Linked DNA regions of Mus musculus: all the other regions are linked to region 1. A link is a contact called in public ChIA-PET and promoter capture Hi-C data. All regions are on one chromosome and are shown on one strand. Each heading gives the region's core, a stretch centred on a gene start, on an enhancer-like site or on the middle of the called end of the contact. The rest is flanking DNA. Distances are from core to core; before and after follow the strand shown.

Region 1 (2,992 bases), core at 294-2,793:
ATAAGACCCTGCCCTTCCTCTACACACAGCTCGCTTACCTTCCCATACTCCAGAGAATAGGAGGCTGACACAGTGGGGCCCGGCAGCTTCCCCTGTTTCCGGATGAGCACACAGCCCACGCCCAGCTCCTGAGCTAGGGAAGGGCCAAACAGGAAGCCCCTGGAGTCTAGACCTGTTAGGGTAAGGAGGGAAGGTTGTGGGATGGAGCTGAGGGGCATGGGAATCTAGAGGCCAAGTATGGGCGAGGTCAACACTTGCTAGGAACACTAGGTCTTGCTGACTACGGCTAGAAGAACGTTGATGGCTACTGGGTAGCCATCAACTCATCATCTCAGCCTTGGGGATCCTACCTGCCTTCTGAACAGCTCAGGGCCACCTATGGTGGCTCTTGCCACCTTTCAAATGCAGCATCTAGCTGTCGTGGGAAGGATACATACATGCCCTAATTTCTGGAGCATGGCCAGGGGTACCAATAGGAAGTGAAGTGGGCAAAAGTCTGTGGTCCCTGAGCACTTACCAGGGCCACTCTGTTCTCTGGGGTGCCCACCCTCCCTCTGGACACTCCTGGTGGACATTCAGCTGTCCTAGGGTGTTTCTGAAGCTCAGGCATGGAGCCAGGTAGACAGCAGTTGTTTAACACAAGCTTGTGTGAGGGAACAAGAGAAAGATGCCCCGGTGTAGTCCTGGGGAGAAACAGCCCCTGAAGCTACCAGGCTTGAGGTCTGCCCAGGCACGCCACGCCCAACCAAGGTTACCTAATTTTTAGTATCTAGTTCATCCCAGAGGCTACCCCTAAGCAAGGATGTCCGTCATCTGGAGGTTCCAGGGTCTCCCAGCCTGCTGTCAGGATGCTGGCCAGCTTTGTGCCCTAAAAGAGGGAGGCCTGGTTCTGGACACAAGGACAGAGCAGAGTTCGTCTCTAGGAACAAGCACCGAGGGCAGATGCCTTAGGGTACCTAGCAGGGAAGGGAGACTCCTACATAGTTCATCCAGGGTGAACAAGCGTCCAAGGCAGTGAGGAACCAAGGAGGAAGTGTCAGAGGTTGAAGAAAGAATGGATGGGTGTGGGGCAGACTGTGGGTGACACGAGGGGGAAAGGGGATAGGGGCTAGGACCGTGGGGGACGAGCACGGCCTAGCAAGGCCACTCGCCTGCGATGTAGTCGATCTTGCCGCTGTGCGTGGACTTCAGGTGACTGGCCAAGAGGCGGATGGAAGCTCGGAAGGAGTCCGGGTCTTTCAAGAGGGGCGAGATATCCCTGGGAACAAGGACAGGAGAGTGACCCGCGTGTGGCCGGGCAGAGGCCCCGCAAGATCCCCGAGGCTGCCTACGCGCCTGCGCCGGGGGATGAGCGTACAGCGCCAACGCCTCGCCGGCTCGTGACCGCACCTGAACAGCACGCCCGGGATTGGGAAGTCGGGGAAGCTGCGGATGCGCCGCGCCACCAGTTTCAACTCAGGTTCCGACATGGCCGCGTGCGTGTAGGAGGCAGGGAGGAGGTAGGTATCAGCACGCTAAACTCACGTCAATCCCGGGGGGAACAAGGGCGGAGCGTCCTCGATGGGCGGGGCTTCTGGGTGCGGGTTGGTCTAGCACGAGGGGCGGGACAGGCTGAGAGGCGGGGCCTCTGCGAGGTGTGTGTGGGGCCTGAGTCAGGGGTTAGATTTCTTGAGCTGCCTAAACACAAGCATCCCTACCTCAAAGATATATGGGTGGAAAGGGGATGTGCGATGTCCATCCTTTTTTGGTTTTGCCCCACACACGCTTTTTCAGTCCTGCTTTTCCAGGGGCTAGTCTTCTGGACCTGGGGGAGCAGGGACGGGTCTTGCCCAGGTCCGCTGGAGTGGTTTGGCCTTGCGTTCCTTCCCTCGCGCATAGTACAAGGGGCCTGAGATTCAGCCCCTGCTTTCCTGGAATTAGCCCGGAAGGGAGCTGATGGATAGTCTTAGGTCCAGAGGTGGGAGTGCACTGTGTGTGGGCTAGAGCGCAGGGGAAAGCAGGGTAGCAGGGCGGGTAAGGAATGCCTTCTCTGAGACCACAGACACTCCTGTGCATTGCAACAGAATGTGCCCTCCTCGTTTTGGGGTGGGGACCAGAAGGTCCTGATAGCCAGAGACAGAACTGGGGTTCTACCTTCCCAGCACAGTACCTGGGTCTATAGGTAGTGGTGTGGAAGACTGTCCTCTGAGTATAATGGCCATTATCATCTTCAGTGCAGTTGCAATTACTCAAAAGATATCCTCCAAATTGGCCCATGCTCCATCAAAGGAGAGGGTGTGGGGAGGGTCCAATGGATTCTAAACATTCCTTCTTGGACCTTCCTGTGAGCCCGTGAGCTGCATTCTTCCATTTGATGTGGTCTCTGGAGGCACTAGAATACACACACACACACACACACACACACACACACACTCACATGGAGGAAGGTTAACTAAAGGGAAGCTCCGTTATGAATCTATTAGGAACTTGTCATCTATGCTGGGCCGAGACTTTTCCGTTTGGTTGATGCAGCTGCTCTGGGGGTCATTCATGTTCTTGTAGGCAGTGAACTCATTGGACACGATGGTTACTTTAGGCTCTCACTGGAATCGTATCTGGGGCATCTGTTTCTGAATCCCCAGGGAAAGCTCATGCAACAGGTACGTGGAGATCTAACACACAGTCTCCCATCATAATCTCGATTTTAAAGACCAGGATATGCCGGGCGGTGGTGGCGCACGCCTTTAATCCCAGCACTTGGGAGGCAGAGGCAGGTGGATCTCTGAGTTCAAGGCCAGCCTGGTCTACAAAGTAAGTTCCAGGACAGCCAGGACTACACAGAGAAACCCTGCCTTGAAAAAAATAAAAACAAACAAACAAACAAAAGACCAGGATAGGTGGTCTCATGATGGCGCACGCCTTTAATCCCAGCACTCCCAAGAGAGGCAGGCAGATCTCTGAGTTCAAGGCCAGCCTGTCCTACAGAGTGAGTTCTAGGAGAGCCAGCACCTCA
Region 2 (2,992 bases), core at 248-2,747, 350 kb after region 1:
GTTGTCTAGAAGAGAATCCCTGCCCTTTCCCACACAACACTACTAGAGGTCATCTGGGGCTGTTTCACAAAGATAAAGGGCCACCCACCACGGTGGAGTTGTCCAAACTCTAGTTGTTGCTGGGCTTTAGTTCAGTATTATTTTTAGCATATTAACCATCCATTAGTTAGAGCAGCCTTAAGTTTCCAGGAATATTGAATATAAAAGAGAGTTGTCACATACCTTTACCTCAAAGGTACACAGCCTCTACATGGTCCAGCAATCACTACTAATGCCCAGTGTTCATTATTTACAACAGGTTCACACTGAGTGCTAAACGTCCTGTAATTCTCAAATGCAGTCATTTATATCCACTATTATAACACACCATATAGCCCAGTTTCACTGCTCTAAACATCCTCTGTGGTCTGGCCATCTGCTCTGCGTCCTCCTGGCCTGGCAGCCGTGGACCTGTTTTGCTTTTCTCAGGATTTACAGAACTAGAACCCTATATCATGTTGCCTTTTCAAGACAGCTTATTTATTTATTTATTTATTTATTTATTTAAGGAAGGAAGGAAGGAAGGAAGGCAGGCAGGCAGGCAGGCAGGCAGGTGAGAGAGAGAGAGAGAGAGAGAGAGAGAGAGAGAGAGAAAGGAAGAAAGAAGGAAATTTTTTTCTTTGTAAATGTCTTGTGTTTCTGTTGGAGGTGTACACACGTGCCACTCCACACACGTAGGGTCAGCAGTCCTTCCTTCTGCTGTGGGTACTGGAGATCCAATGTGGGTCATCAGCTTCCATCACAAGTGCACTTAACTGCAGAGTCATGGCATCAGAGCCCCCACGATGGGTTTCTTTAGCTTTGTAATGCACAGGTGTGGTTCCTCTGTGATTAAAGCTGGGTTGTTTTTAGCAATGAAATAATATCCTATTGTCTGGCCACATCACTGTTTATCCATTCACCTGCTGAATCTTGGCTGCTTCCAATTTTGGCAATTATGAAGAAAGAAGCTTTCTCAAGTCAATTATCAGAACAGAAAATACTGGAAGGCATATATCCATCATCACATGAAGAATGTCATTCTGTTAACTTGCCTGTGTGAACCTCTGCCCATGTTTTCAAAAACAATGGCTGGTTTGCTGCCAGAAATGTTTAGTTCTCTCTAGGATCAGAACCACACCCCTACCTTGTGTGGTGCTCATCAGTGAGCCTTCCCGCAGTCTCTCAGGCAGGAATAAGACAGGAGCTGACCCTAGTGTGCGAGTTACCGATGCTGCTGGATTGCTGGCCTCAACTTCATTCAGGCTCTAAGACAGAAGGGGAAGTTTAAAATGTCTGTCCTGAGGTGACTTTTACTTCCTATTCCATACAGAAGCCTTGTTTCTATGCTGATCCAGTCTCCCCAGTCACTTCTAACATGGTCAAAAACTGACTCACCCACGGCAACGGCTCAGCAACAGCACACAAGGACTCACTACAACACATTAGATTCTAAAGAAGACGGTGGGTTCTGTGGGCTGCCACATATACCAGATTGCTGTAGTGAAGTCAGGCAGACAGGGCTGGTCGAGAGTTCTGCATCTTCAAGGAGTGTTCTCACACTTTAGCAGTTTGGTTTTGGACAGAAGTTAACAACACTAGGCTAGGAATGAATACAGACCCAAGAATGTGACTTTTACAAAGACAGGCTTATTTGAATATCTGTATTTTCACTAAACATATCAGTTCATATAATCTGATTTGATTATAGAAAATAAGTTCTGTGGTTTCAAATGCATTAACCATATCTTACTTATACAATGTTTTATGCTTACATTTTTTTCCCCAGATGATGTGGATAGAACTACTTCATAGAGAGAAATGAGACTCCCAGAGGAAAACTGGCATACCCACATCCAGCAGCCAAAACCAGGACTGGAGGCCTCAGCATGCACAATAGCCACACAGTCCATTTCTGCCTACTGGAAGCTCCTTCACACGCCACAGTCCAATGCCATACTAAGAACCAAAACAACTCTGAGGCAAACAAATCCCAAAGATCTAAAGTCTGAGGTGCCAAAACCACATGATATTTGTAAGTATGAAAGCATGGATTTTTACAACTATTTCAGAAATCTAGAGGGTACCTGAAGGAATTATATCTTGTGATTTCCACAAAAGAACTGTGACAGCTATTCTTGGTTGTCAGCCTGACTACATCTGGAATGAACTAAAACTGAATGTGAAGGATTTTCCCCTCTAATTCAATCATTTGATGTGGGAAGACCTACTTCTAATCCAGATCTTTGAGGTGGGAAGATGCACCTTTAATCTGGGCCACACCTTCTGCTGGCAGCCGGTATAAAAGACAACACAGAGGCAGAGGCTTGCTTTCTGTGCCGGCTTGCTCTTGCTCTCACTAGCCAGGCCACTCCTTCGTGGACATCACAGCTTTGTGGGCATTACTTCTTCAGGATTTACTTCAGGGTATACAGCCTATACTGAACACTTGCTGAGACACTCAGAGTTCTCTAAGGGATCACAATTTATAGAAGGGGCATGCTCCCCACTACCACCAGAAAAAAGATATAGAATGGATGCTCCACTTTATCATATTCTGCTAAACAGGGTCTCTCATTGAAGCTGGGGCTGGGCAAGTCCCAGGCACCCTCCTCTGCCCCTACACTGCTGCAGTCACAACAAGTCTCAGCTTGCTGCATGGTTTTTAGAGCCAACCAAATCCTCATGATTGTACAGCAAGTGCTCTTAACTATTGAGCACTCAAACCCCTCTAATGTACGACCCGTAAGAGCTAACATATGGCTGAGGCTCAGCACACACACTCATCTACTATTGTTTCTTCTCCCCTAAACCAATTTTCCTACTTTGACTCTCGTCTTTCCAAGGCTAAATATTATACAGACTTAACTATGGGTGCTTTGTAATAACTGTGGTGAGATGTGTAATGTCTGAAAATTACCCATTCTCTTGTTAACTAACAACTGTTTCTTCACAAGTTTTGTTACTACAAATG
Region 3 (2,992 bases), core at 256-2,755, 340 kb after region 1:
CTCTGCCTCTGAGTGTATGCATGTGTGCGTGTGTGAATGTGTGGCTTTAATATGCAGGTGCTCTCAGAGGCCTTAAGAGAAAGGTGAATTCCCTGGAGATGTTTTTGTTTGAGAAATGGTCTTACTGTAGCACTGCCTGATCCTGAATCCTACCAGAGGTGGGATTACAGATGTTTGTAATCATCACACCCAGCTATATATTTTAAATTTCAATCTGAAAAATCCCTGATTTTTCATTAATTACATTTAGAAGTAAATTTTATTTACATTTGACACCTTGCCCGAACCATTAATTCTTGTAGCTTTTGTGCAACTGTTGATATCCTGGAGTAAAGTTTATTCTGCCCTTTCCAATCTCTTGTGGCTTTTATTTTGCTACTGTGCTAGCCAACGCCTGCATAAAACTGCCAGAGGTGGGGACTTTGGTGTCCTTCTGCTGCTTTGTATCCAACCTTATATAGAATTCAGCCCTCATTATTAAATGATGGCACACAGGAATTTTTGTTGAATAAATTGTAATAAATGTTAAATTTGGTCAAAAGTCTTTGCTATGTCAACTGATGTCATAAACTTAGGGGAAAAATATAAGCAAAAGTTCTGTGACCTTGCATGTGACTATGGCTGGGGGAAATGGTTTCGTTTGTTGCAGAATCATGTGTTCAGATCTCCAGCACCTATATAAAAAGCCAGGAGTAGCAGTATTAATTTATAATCCCTACATATAAGAAGCTTGCTGGCCAGACAAATTGGTGAGTTCCAGGTTCAGTAAGAGACCATGTTTCGAAAAATGAAGCTTCAGATGAGATGTCTCACTGCACACAAGTGTCTGCTGACAAACCCAATGGTCCCGGGACCCATGTGGTAGGAGAGATCTTCTGCCCACAAACTGCCCTCTGACATAGCTGAGGAAGCATGTCCATGGGAACCTCCCCCAATCAAAGACTTCCACATGCTTGAGAAAGAACACGTGTGAGTCCTGTCTTCAATCAATCAATTGGTCAAAATAAATTGGAACGCAAGAGACAGACATGTTAACAGTTTTTCTGGCTTCCACACACACTTGTGCGCGCAAATTAATAATAATAAACTAATGTAAAAAAAGTTCCACAATAGTTAGAAGGAAACTAGAGCAACCTCAACGGGAGCCACAGTGGCACTGTGGGATTCAGCCCACCAGGAAGGTCTTACGTAGCCATTTTCTAGGTAGTAGGAATATTTTATATACTTATTATTAAAATCAATGTAATATTACATTATTAAACATTAAATCAAATATTACATTATTAAAATCAGGAAGTTGAATATAGGGAATGAAGGCCAACTGGGGAACTTGTGTTTGAGGATCCTCTATGCTCAAGAATGCTCTGTTTTATAGTCATGACGTGTGTTACTGTTGGAGAAATGGGGACTGAACAGGAAATGGTAACACCCAAGGAGCTGTGAAGCTAAGAATGCTGATGAGCAGCAAGTGTCAGAGGGGGTGCTTCAGGCGCTGACTTTTGTGAATGGGGGTAGGAGCTGCACACTGGAGAAGCCATCGAGGTTTCAGTGGTTTGCTACCCTTGGCAGCCCCAGCAACAGTTCTGTGAGAGAAACCCTGCACAGCCATGCTAGACTCTTCTCTCCTGCTATAGCAAAGGGAAGGAAAGAACAGAAAGCCCAGAGGACAATACTCACAAAGTAGACATCAGCCTCTCTGCCACTGCCATCACTAACTCCTGTGTGGTGTCCTGAGTTAAGGCGACACCCAGCTAAGGATGGGGGAGAGTGAATCAGGCTCCATATCAATCTTTCTAGCATCCTGCTCTTGGCCACAGCCTCCTGTACCTCCTGTCTGTCAGGGGTAGTCTACATTTCATACACAGACCTCAAGAACACTCCCGGAAAAAAAAAAAAATCACAGGACCCAACAGCCTGACTGTAAGCTATTGCCCTGTTGGTGGCACTCGCGCAGCCGCCTCTTAAGGTAGGCTTCAACCCCAGGGAGCAGCCATCAGATTCAGTTAAGGGGTGAATTTGTGTTTGTCCTGGAGAAACATTGGATGCTCTGGTACTGTAAAGAGCCAATAGGTATTATGGCACACAGGGTACACATAGTTTGCAAATTAGGGGATGTGCTATCCTTCCTTGAGGGACCTAATTAGACAGAGGCAGGTGCCCACCCTTAGAGCCACCTCCTGCTCACCAGTCTGCATGAGGGATGCCCGCGGTCTAGAAACCCTCTGAGAAGTGCAGAAGAGGCTTCTGCTGAGACAGATTGCCATCTGTCACAGGAGAATGAGAATGAGCCTGAACTGGACGAAAGATCTCACTTCCTGCTGAGGGGCCTTGGATAACACAGCGGCCATCTAGCTCTGTGGACAGAGCATGACCATAAGAGTAGGAGATTTGCTGGTCTCTACTAAGGCTATCTCAGTATGCAGTATATAGATGTTCCAGACATTTTTGGCACTTTCTTCTCTACATGTCAGCTTGTGTCACTAATGGGTCTGTAGCAAGATATGTGACAGAAGAGTATGTCACATAGTGTATGATTCATTTGGGAGAAAAAATTTAAAATTATGTTGCTTTTGATAACATGTGCCTTACGTGAGGAAGTAAGTTCACATTGTATAGCCAGAGCCAGTCAGTGTTCTGTCACTAGCAGGCCCTCCTTCATGAACTTTTACTCAACATTGCCACCTGGGATCCTCTGTAGTCCCTGAAGAATAGACACCTACGTACTCCATCTTGGACTGCTTTCTACAGAGTGACCAGGTAAGATAGGAAAGATCCACCACGGCCAAGCACTGCAGCGTCACACAGCAATTTCACGGGTCCTGTCAAGCTCCAGAAAAGGCCAGATTTAAGCAAGTAATCAAACAAACCCAAATCAAGTCAGGGTACCTTGCTGGGACACACACACACACACACACCCCTACCTTAAATCGAATTCATGTACACCACCCACATACATAGCCCAGGTCCTGTAGTCTCAGGAATAACTCAGCTC

What was found. Promoter capture Hi-C pulls out the DNA fragments that hold promoters and counts their contacts. ChIA-PET counts read pairs in DNA pulled down with a chosen protein or histone mark.
Region 2: a promoter capture Hi-C map of hematopoietic stem and progenitor cells shows a contact between it and region 1, with 2.3 times the contacts expected there. The contact joins the enhancer-like site here to the promoter of Aprt in region 1. A contact is called at or near these places in 1 of 39 promoter capture datasets (hematopoietic stem and progenitor cells), 2 of 115 datasets of contacts at active chromatin or transcription factors (effector CD8 T cells and microglia) and 2 of 9 other capture datasets (liver and pancreatic islet).
Region 3: an RNA polymerase II ChIA-PET map of effector CD8 T cells shows a contact between it and region 1, with 14 read pairs. The contact joins the enhancer-like site here to the promoter of Aprt in region 1. A contact is called at or near these places in 1 of 39 promoter capture datasets (liver), 4 of 115 datasets of contacts at active chromatin or transcription factors (effector CD8 T cells, epiblast stem cells, microglia and 1 more) and 2 of 9 other capture datasets (adipose tissue and liver).

What each region holds. Positions count from the first base shown.
Region 1 is chr8:122,575,364-122,578,355 of GRCm38.p6, forward strand. It overlaps Aprt (adenine phosphoribosyl transferase), which reads right to left and starts at 1,544. Exons shown (of 5, transcript NM_009698.2): 1 at 1,390-1,544; 2 at 1,152-1,258; 3 at 39-172. The coding sequence starts at 1,469. It overlaps Galns (galactosamine (N-acetyl)-6-sulfate sulfatase), which reads right to left. Exons shown (of 14, transcript NM_016722.4): 14 at 2,874-2,992.
Region 2 is chr8:122,927,619-122,930,610 of GRCm38.p6, forward strand. All of the region lies in intron 2 of Ankrd11 (ankyrin repeat domain 11), which reads right to left. Among named protein-coding and RNA genes, the nearest start is that of Gm39272, 4.7 kb to the right of the region's middle. Within about 2 kb of position 1,498, at least 69 of the 459 cell types and tissues checked have an H3K27ac peak or open chromatin away from gene starts, as enhancers often do. A contact at or near this core is called in hematopoietic stem and progenitor cells and microglia, where this site is marked.
Region 3 is chr8:122,910,851-122,913,842 of GRCm38.p6, forward strand. The region is part of intron 3 of Ankrd11 (ankyrin repeat domain 11); the gene reads right to left. Gm39273 (a long non-coding RNA gene) reads left to right here. Exons shown (of 4, transcript XR_003947488.1): 3 at 1-2,992. Among named protein-coding and RNA genes, the nearest start is that of Gm39272, 21 kb to the right of the region's middle. Within about 2 kb of position 1,506, at least 24 of the 459 cell types and tissues checked have an H3K27ac peak or open chromatin away from gene starts, as enhancers often do. A contact at or near this core is called in effector CD8 T cells, where this site is marked.